2 separate regions of the Mus musculus genome follow, and region 2 is linked to region 1. The links are chromatin contacts, called in public HiChIP or PLAC-seq maps. All regions are on one chromosome and are shown on one strand. Each heading gives the region's core, a stretch centred on a gene start, on an enhancer-like site or on the middle of the called end of the contact. The rest is flanking DNA. Distances are from core to core; before and after follow the strand shown. Region 1 overlaps Reck (reversion-inducing-cysteine-rich protein with kazal motifs). Region 2 overlaps Clta (clathrin, light polypeptide (Lca)).

The links. HiChIP or PLAC-seq counts read pairs in DNA pulled down with a chosen protein or histone mark.
Region 2: a contact with region 1 is called in a BATF HiChIP or PLAC-seq map of CD8 T cells, with 8 read pairs. The contact joins two enhancer-like sites. A contact is called at or near these places in 1 of 39 promoter capture datasets (the SN4741 cell line), 1 of 15 datasets of contacts at CTCF or cohesin (the NIH/3T3 cell line), 3 of 484 Hi-C or Micro-C datasets (cortical neurons and regulatory T cells), 30 of 115 datasets of contacts at active chromatin or transcription factors (the 230-238 cell line, CD8 T cells, the HPC-7 cell line and 18 more) and 3 of 9 other capture datasets (adipose tissue, embryonic stem cells and liver).

Annotation. Positions count from the first base shown.
Region 1 is chr4:43,901,881-43,906,394 of GRCm38.p6, forward strand. The region is part of intron 6 of Reck (reversion-inducing-cysteine-rich protein with kazal motifs); the gene reads left to right. Among named protein-coding and RNA genes, the nearest start is that of Reck, 29 kb to the left of the region's middle. Within about 2 kb of position 1,976, at least 51 of the 459 cell types and tissues checked have an H3K27ac peak or open chromatin away from gene starts, as enhancers often do. A contact at or near this core is called in CD8 T cells, the SCID.adh cell line, T-cell acute lymphoblastic leukemia and 3 more, where this site is marked.
Region 2 is chr4:44,020,627-44,025,140 of GRCm38.p6, forward strand. All of the region lies in intron 4 of Clta (clathrin, light polypeptide (Lca)), which reads left to right. Among named protein-coding and RNA genes, the nearest start is that of Clta, 18 kb to the left of the region's middle. Within about 2 kb of position 1,800, at least 54 of the 459 cell types and tissues checked have an H3K27ac peak or open chromatin away from gene starts, as enhancers often do. A contact at or near this core is called in CD8 T cells, the SCID.adh cell line, T-cell acute lymphoblastic leukemia and 3 more, where this site is marked.

The sequences.
Region 1 (4,514 bases), core at 726-3,225:
CTGACCTGACATACTTTTACTATTGTCCTGTGCTTGAAAGTATTATATAGGACCTCATCTTCTGGCATTAGGACACACTTACTACCTTGTTCTGTGTTATAGATATAAACAGTTTAAAATGCTAGCTTGATCTGCTGGAAAGAAGCAATGGAATACACAAGCCAAAAATTCAGCAGGGACTGAACACGCAGAAGGTGTAAGCTTTGAGGACATTGAATTTACTGAGCCAGGTTTCATAGCTATATAGACTCTCATACTTGGAGGTCAAGGAAGAGATTTTTGGTTCCAACAGAAGATGGAAAACCCAATTGTGATCTTTCCTCAAAGAGGCTGCACTTGAAATACGGGGGACAAAACTGTGACCGTCTCCTTTTGTAGAGGAACACGCTGCCTCTCAAACCTAACGTCCCTCTTGAAAACTGGTGTTACTAGTTAAGTCACTCACACGAAGTAGGTGCTTAGAAAATCCCAAGCTGAGACTGTATCTAAAATCATTTTAAAATGGTAGTCCTTTCTTAGATGCCGAAGACAAATAACACAGATTCTCTCTGGAAGAAGGGAATTTTATTCCAGACTTAAAGCTCCCACAGATAAAATTCTAAGGAAAGTAAGCAACTCACAGTTAAAAAAAAATCACAAACCTTACTAGAGAACAAGGCCATGAGACAAGAGCCAGCAGGAACAGTGGGGAACAGAATAAACCTCAGGTGCCTGCTATAGAGATTCACATGTAGGAACAGTAGTGAACAGCATAGGCCCAGGCGCCTGCGCTATAGAGACTCTCACATGCAGACCATAAGATATTTAATATGGGTAAGAAACAAGATCCTGAAAATACACAGAGCAAGTATAGTTGGAAAGAATTTCATAAAATAAAAATTTAATTGAAGAAATAAAAACATAGCGGAAGCTGGGGTAGTGTTTCTGTCCTGTGAGTCCAGATAGACTCAGGAGGATTATGTTCAGGTTCATACTCAAGTGAGTTCAAGTCAGCCCAGGCTGCAAGAGATTGTATCTACAGCCGGGCGGTGGTGGCACACGCCTTTAATCCCAGCACTCGGGAGGCAGAGGCAGGCGGATTTCTGAATTCGAGGCCAGCCTGGTCTACAGAGTGAGTTCCAGGACAGCCAGGACTACACAGAGAAACCCTGTCTCGAAAAAACAAAACAAAAAACAACCAAAGAGATTGTATCTACATATTATAGCATCATTGTCATCAACCTCATCACTTACATTAAAAAGAATTTTAAAAAAAACTTTCTTTCAAAAATGACCAATAGCTGATTTCTCAGAAGTAACAAAAGAAGGCAGAAGACATTATTTACATGGTTCTTAAAGAAAATAGCTGTTAATCTAGAATTTTGTATCCAAAAGGATTTCAGGAAATAATGCATCATTAAGATGGTTGGAGAGGAGAGTGGGATTAAGTGAGAGAGTAGGGGGCAAGTGAGAACAAAATATAATGATCCGTGTGTGTGCACGTGCATGTGTGACACTGTCGCGGTGAAACCTATTACTTTTATGTAAACTAAAAATGTGCTGGGACTGGGAGGCCGCTCTGTGACTAACCTGATTAAAACTCAGCAAACTGAGAAACTGTTTTCTGTGAGATATGAGACATAACCTATAGTGGTCTTTCAAACCATCTTTGTCAACAACTTATCTGTGAACCTTTTCTTTTGGATACCAGTTTGGTAATTTTTAGAATTTCAGATTATTGTTATTTTTTCCTTGACTGTCAGAGGAGACATTGATAAATTCTGTGAGGGATGTGAAGGTAGCAAAATGTCCAGAGACCTGGTGATGGTGATAAAATTATGAGTTTAAATTTTAGTTCAGGACATTAAGGTAGCACACAAATTTACAAATCCTAATGTGGCCTTCCCATTTGCTGCTCAAGCCACTGAAGTGAGCGCTTCAGCTGCCCGCAGACCTCCATGCTCCTGTCTGCCTCTTCCTCTCCTCACTGCTGCTCTGGGCTTTCCAGACAGGCCACACACAGAACGGTCGTTTCCTGTGTCTTACTTCCTTTCCTCAGTGTAGTTCTTTGACGGTTTTCTTTAAAGAAGGCGACAAACAGTAAAGAAAACCCAGGGTGAGATCTCATCTCTCAGATTGGCCTTTTTTTTAAGGTTTAAGAAGCTGAAGAGTAGGCTCGGTGGTTCAGACCACTTGCTGCTTTTACAAAGGACCTAGATTCAATTCCTAGCACCACATGGCTGCCCACGACCATCTGTAACTCTAACCCTACAGGACCCAACACCCTCTGTTGCCACTAAGTCGTGAGGCATGCATGCGATGGATGCTAATATAACTAGATTGTTCTGCTGATGACCACTGGGTCTGTGAGAATGCTAAGATAAAGGCAGCACAGAGGCCCTAGACCACAGAGCCTAAGGCGAGTTCCACCTTACAGCTGTCTGCACCACTGCCAGCACATGGCTACGTGTGACAAGTGCAGGTTTGTGTAAAACTGTATTTTTTTATTATTCATGTGGTTCACAGTTGAGAATAGCATGTAATCAAGTCTTTCCCATGTCATCTTCTACAGCCATCTATTTCCTGCGGTTCCCAGAAATGTTTTTTGTATAGAAAGGAAATGTGTATGTAGTCCTCACCCACTCTTACCACCTTTAGCGTGCACTTCACTCTGCCCTGGACGCCAGTGTTGAGTATGTGTTTGTTTATGCCTGCTGGGGTTGTGCCAGGTCCGCAGCGAGTATTCAGTAAATGTATGCTGAAAGATGTGTTTGCATCAAATTAACCGTGGTTCTAGAGTTACTTTGTGTTAGAAGCATAAAAGAAGGGAGGTGGGGAACAGTCTAAGGGACCAGAAAAAGCAGAACCAGCCATGTCACTGGCAGCTGGAGGTCCCCTAAGCTGTAGTGTAATGTCAGTCTGCTGCAGTGGTTCTGGTGGGACAGCTAACAGCATAGGCTTTGGACAGCTGTGCTGTCCTCACACAGCTTTTGGCTATTTTAATAAAAGTACACAGGTTGGAGATGTGGCTTAGAAGCCCTTGGCTCGATCCCTAGTGGGTACACACTTGCTCTTACACATACACAAAGTGTAAGAGTCTAAATATAAAGTATGTATCAGTTCACACTGAGGAAGTGCCAAGAGTTGTTGGAGTAAATAGCAGAGTGTGATGGGAAACTTAAGGAATGGTGACCCTCCACAGAGGTGTATATATCAGATCTGGCCGTTACCTGCAGCTGATGAGCTCCAAAAAGAGCGAAACCTGTTGGGTCCTGCAGTACTGGCTTACCATAGTAAGACTTGCTGGGGTGCACTGCTCTGTTGTTTAGCATTGTCCTAGGAGAAACTCCTGTTTGATGTCCTTGTTCCTGGTTCTTTTCTTTTCTCGTCCATACCTTAGCTGTGTAAGAGTATGCCTACGGTCTTGGTCGTATCAGACTAGCCGAGATCTTGTCTCGTCTTAAATGGCCTTTCTCTGGGTGGCTTATTTTCTCATGCTTTGTTGTTTGTTTTTGTCGTACCAGGAGTAGAGGCCAGGGTATCATGCTCTATCACGAAGCCACTTCCCTAGCCCAGACCCCATATCTTTAATTACTCCTATTTAATGACAATTCTAGAATCTTCTCTGCCAACTTTCTTTTTGAGATAAGATTTCACTATGTAGCCCTGGCTGGTCTGAAACTCACTATGTAGACCAGATTGGCCTTAAACAACAGATTCATTAAAGGCATGCAACACACACACACACCAAAACACACAGTCGTCATCTTTCTACACTTCTTGCTGAGTACAGTCTTCCCAGATATAATCAAATAAAATCCAACAGATCCCCTCTTCCAAATCATCTCCCATGGATCACTAACTATTATACCCTAAAGAGTTATCTACTGTCAGGTGTGGCGGTACATACCTCAATCCCAGGACTCAGGAGGCAATGGCAGGGAGGTCTCTGTGAGTTTGTGGCTAGCCTGATATACATAGTGAGTTCCAAGACAGCCAGGGCTATGTAGAGAGAAACCCTGTCTTAAAAAACAATAAAGGAAGGGAAGGGAAGGGAAGGGAAGGGAAGGGAAGGGAAGGGAAGGGAAGGGAAGGGAAGGGAAGGGAAGGGAGATAGATTTAAAGTATTACCTCCCTTTGGAGGTAATTAAAAATGTATGTATGTGTGTGTGTATGTGTGTGTGTGAGAGAGAGAGAGTGTGTGTATCTCCTAAGTATATCTTAGTTAATACTGGCCTGAGTCCCTGGAGCAGAGCTCTGCAGTTGTCTTTGTATCTGCCTTGTATTCATGGAGCTGATGATGCAGTGAGCTGACACCCCAGTGCATGTATATCAGCTTTCTCAGGGATGAGCCACTGTCTGCCAAAAGCTTGCAGTCTAGTCCAGGGAAGAAGAATCCATATAGTCTTAGAGAGAGTGAGCAAGCACACTGCTGGAAGCCTGCAGGATCCACACTGGGACCTGGAGGGAACCCCTTCCCAGCCTAAGGAGAAAGTAAGGTGAGAGTGAGGATCAGTCAAAGCTGTGGCCTGGAG
Region 2 (4,514 bases), core at 550-3,049, 120 kb after region 1:
GCAGCCACCACTTCATCCAGGCTCCCCTTTGTTACCACATCTCCCAGTGGTCCATTCTGTTGTGAATCAGCCATGGATCCACCCATCAATTAGGTTGGATCTCTTGTAGTCCAGTCACTTCCCAACAAATAGCACCGTGAGCCTTTTTTTTTTTAAGGTTTATAGTTGAATTTGTGTGTATGAATGTTTTAGCAGCATGTATGTCTGTCATGTGTCTGGTACCTGCAGAGGTCAGAAGAGGGTGTAGGATCCCCTGCACATGGAGGTATGGATGGTTGTGAGCCATTATGTGGATGCTGGTCTTCTAAAGTCCTGAATCGTCTCTCAAGCTCCCTACATGAGTCTCTTAGGGGGTCCTAGCCTATCGTTTCCAAATCATAACAGGGAGCCTGGACTTCTTTTCTTAGCCTAATTGTTCCTATAAGGTAAGGGGTCTTTTTGCATTAAAAAAAATATTTATTTTTACTTTATGTGCATTGGTGGTTTTGACTGCATGTATGTCTGTGTGAGGGTGTCAGATCCCCTGGGACAGGAGTTACAGACAGTTGTGAGCTGCCATGTGGGTATTGGGAATTGAACCCAGGTCCTCTGGAAGAGCAGCCAGAGCTCCTAGCTGCTGAGCCATCTCTCCAGCTCCCTTTTGCATTTTTATGAGTAAAGGTATTGAGGATTATAAGTGGATTGTTTGAAGCACACAGCTAAGAAGTGGTAAAAACAAATGTGAGTTTGTCTGCTGTGCTTCGGGATCCACATCCATCCCACCAGCCACACTGCTTCCTAAGTGCGTCTGTGTGCATGGCCATCTCGCCGGGCAGGCCAGGCCCTGCCTTGGCATCAGCTTCTGGTAGAATTGTATACCTTAATGTCACCTATTCCTTCAAGATGAGGGAAGCCTGCTGTGACAGTGTGAGGAGGTGACCAATAGCATCTCTTTGTAGCCCTGCCTGTCCTGGGGCTCGCTGTGTAGACGGGGTTGGGCTGCTGAGTGCCGAGAGTAAAGGCGTACGCTACAATGCCAGCTCTTAATGGCTTTCATTTAGTTAAGAGTGTGCCTCTCTATGTGTGGGCTTCATTTATTTTTAGATTTGTTTATTATATTTTGTGTGCCTTAGTGTTTTGTTTACATACACACACCAGTGGTGCCTGGTGCCTTCAGAGGCCAGAAGAGGGTTTGGGATGCCTTGGAACCAAGATAGATGGTTGAGAGCCACCGTGTGGGTGCTAAGAACCTAACCTGGATGCTCTGTAAGAGCAACAAATGCTCCTAACTGCTGGGGCCTCTCCATCACCCCTGTGTGGTTTATAGAGAGATGTGCACATACTCCTTCTGATTGGCCGGTCAGCTCTATCATACGGGCGACTCCTAGAAGTGGCGAAGTCTTCATGTACTTATGCCAGTATTCTCCCAGACTCTACCTAATGAAACATGGCTCCCTAGGTTTCAGATGGGGTAACTGACTCCTAGAAGTAGGGAGAGACCTTGTCCAAATAGCCTAACCAGTCAGTGCCAGACCTTTTATCCCTAGTTTCAAAGCTTTCAAAACAGAGTGACCCTGAATAGCAGTAACTAAATGGCTTTTCCTAGGTAGAGATACTTGGTATCTATGCCTCTGGCCAGTTTGTTTGTGATAATACACAGTATCGTAGCCCTGACCATATGTGGGTATTCAAGTCCTTGTAACTGATTCAGAAACTCAGTTTTAAACTTTACTTATGTTTAGTAAGCTTACACTCCAGTGGCCATGTGTGGCTGGAAGCTCCTGTGTTGGAGAGCGTTGTTAAGGGACTTGCAAACAGGATGACAGGGCTTAGCAGCTGTGGTTGTTTGCTTGCTCGTTGTCTGTCTTTAGTGACGGCTTGGAGGCAGAGTTTGTCTCACAGGAAGTACATTTTGGTGGTAGGAAATGTCTTCTTTCTTTTTTCTAACCACCAAGTTTGGGTTTTGAGCAACTCTTTGAAGAATTTTCTTAGCTGGGGCTCCTTCATCCAGCTCCACCACAGAGTCTCATAGTGTAGCCCTATTTGGCCTGAGATTTGTTGTGCATACCAAACTGGCTTTAAACTTAGGAGCTTCCTGGGCACGGGGATTACAGGTGCGCATCCCCAGTCCCAACTCAAGATGGCCACTTCAGGGAAAGTCGAACATTTGGTCTTGTATTGCAGTCAATGTTTGTTGGCAGGGGGTTTCTGTGGTTTCACCCTTTTTTTCTGTAAGAACTGAGAAAGCACGGTGTTGAAGCGGAGCCGGTGGCCGTGGTCTCAAATGGCTCCTATAAGGAGTGGTGAGGCTGGCTGGGGAGGAAGGTTCCCGTCAGCGTGCCTCGCTCTCAGGAGGCTCCTTCCTTCCCGCGCCAGCTCGTGCTGTTAGAGCTGTGTCCCATCAGGCTGAACAGTAAGGACTCTCAGTTACTTGTGCTAGCACACAGTGAATCTGTAAGCCAGCAGACAGACAGGCAGCCTGGGTTTTATACTGCACACACTGTTACTTACAGATGACTGCCCATCTTACTTCAGTTAGACTGATCCTAACATTTAATGAAAAATACGTACGCTGGCTATGGTGATACCCCCTCTAATCCTAGTAATTGAGAAACATACAAGTTTGAGGCCAGTTTGAGCTATACAGCAAATCCATTTTGGGCCATGCAATGAAACTTGAGAAAAGAAAGACTTTTTAAAAAAACAAAAACAAAAAAAACCACGGTCTCTCTATTGTGTATCTCTTGTTTCTCTGGCTGTCCTGGAACTTGATACTTAGATCAGACTGCCTCAAATTTACAGAGAACCATCTGCCTCTGCCTACTAGTACTGGGACTAAAGGTGTGTGCTGTCATGCCTAGCCCTAACAAAAAATAACTTTAATGATTGTTAGAATGCATAGAATATAGTCCAATCAAAAGGCAATTAAAGTTTTAAACATTTCAAGGTTCCACTGTGGAACCCAGGATTGGGCTTGGGTCATGAGGCTTGCATGGCAAGTGCTTCTACCCCAGGGCCATCTTGCCAGCCACAGAAGGGCAGTAATTGGGGGGTAGTCCACTTGGATTTGGGTTTGGTGGTAGGTTTTATTTCATTGAAGCTCATGTGGCCTCCTCAACTTTGAGAATCCATTGGTTTATCCTCTGCCCCGTGTGTGTCATGGACAGGACCATCAGAAATCCTGCCAGTGTGTCAGAGGCTTTAGCGGGACCCCAAGTAGACGGGTCTCATGTGCGCGCCAGGCCGTTTCTGGTGAGTTAAACAACAGAGGAGAGTCTGTAACATCAGGACACTTGGAGGTGACTCCCACGGATGCCCAGGAACGCTCTTGCTTCTTCAGACCAGTCTTTACTTGATGCCACCCCGCTTTCACTCTCCTTCTGCAAGATGATAATTACAGGGTGGGCTGCCTCTGCATTCCTGGTGGCCTTGATGGTTATATAATCCTGTGGTTATTTTCAGGCTGGCCTACTGAAGGAAGTCAAGTGTAAGCTTGCGAGCAGACCAGTCTTTGTTCTCCCTTATCCATGGCAAGCTCACTCGACTTTTTGAGGTTTTTTTGGGTTTTTTTTCCCTCCCTCACTGCTGAAAATGAACCTAAAATGTGTCTTCTTGGGAGTATTGTAAAGATTGAGATACATGTAAGTCACAGGCCACAGAGGATGTCCCTGCGAGCATGTCTGACTGTTCGAGTGAGTCACGGTGCCCCTAGCATGATCATGCATCCCTCCCTTTGTGACGGGTGATCTTCAACCAGACATTGTGCAAAACTACATTTAATCTGAAAACTTCACATGGGAGTTGGAAAGATGGCTTGGAGGTTAAGAGCACTGGCTGCTCCTGCAGAGGACCCAGGCTGAGTTCCCAGCACCCACAGGGCAGCTCACAACTGTCTGTAACTCCATCTCACGGGTCCTCTGGCCTCTGGGCACCTGCATATGTGCCTGATTGTGTATGAGTGTATGCACACACTCCGAATAAATAGTTTCCAAAGGAGAAATGTTTGAGAATCCAGGCTAGCAAACCTACATATATGACTTTTCTGAACCTGCAGTCTTGAGCCTTTCGGTGATTGTTAAACAGTGATCCTGTGTCCTTGGCCCCTGCAGCTCCCTCCATCCCTGTTTTCTTTCCATTAGCTCTGATTTGTGAGTCACTTCTACCTCTGCTAATTTTACTGTGCGTTTCCTGCCTCGCACAAGAGTTTCCACCATATTTATAGTTAGGGGAGTAACTTTGTGTTGTTTAAGAATATGAGTGGTTACATTAGGGGTGTGGACTGTGTTCATTTCTGGAGAGTTAGACGCATCTGTTGATTAATTGGGAGAGTACTTGCCCAGCATGCACACAGTCCTGAAGTCAGTCTCCAGCAATACAAACCGGGGCATAGTCATTTATTTCTGTAGACCAGCATTCAGAGGGGGAAGCAAGAGGCAGGGGTTCAAGGTTTTCACCAGTGTCATAGGTTTAGGGTCATCCTGGGCTACATGAAACACTGGCTCAAAAAAAGGAAAAAGTTGTATGCATGCCTGTGC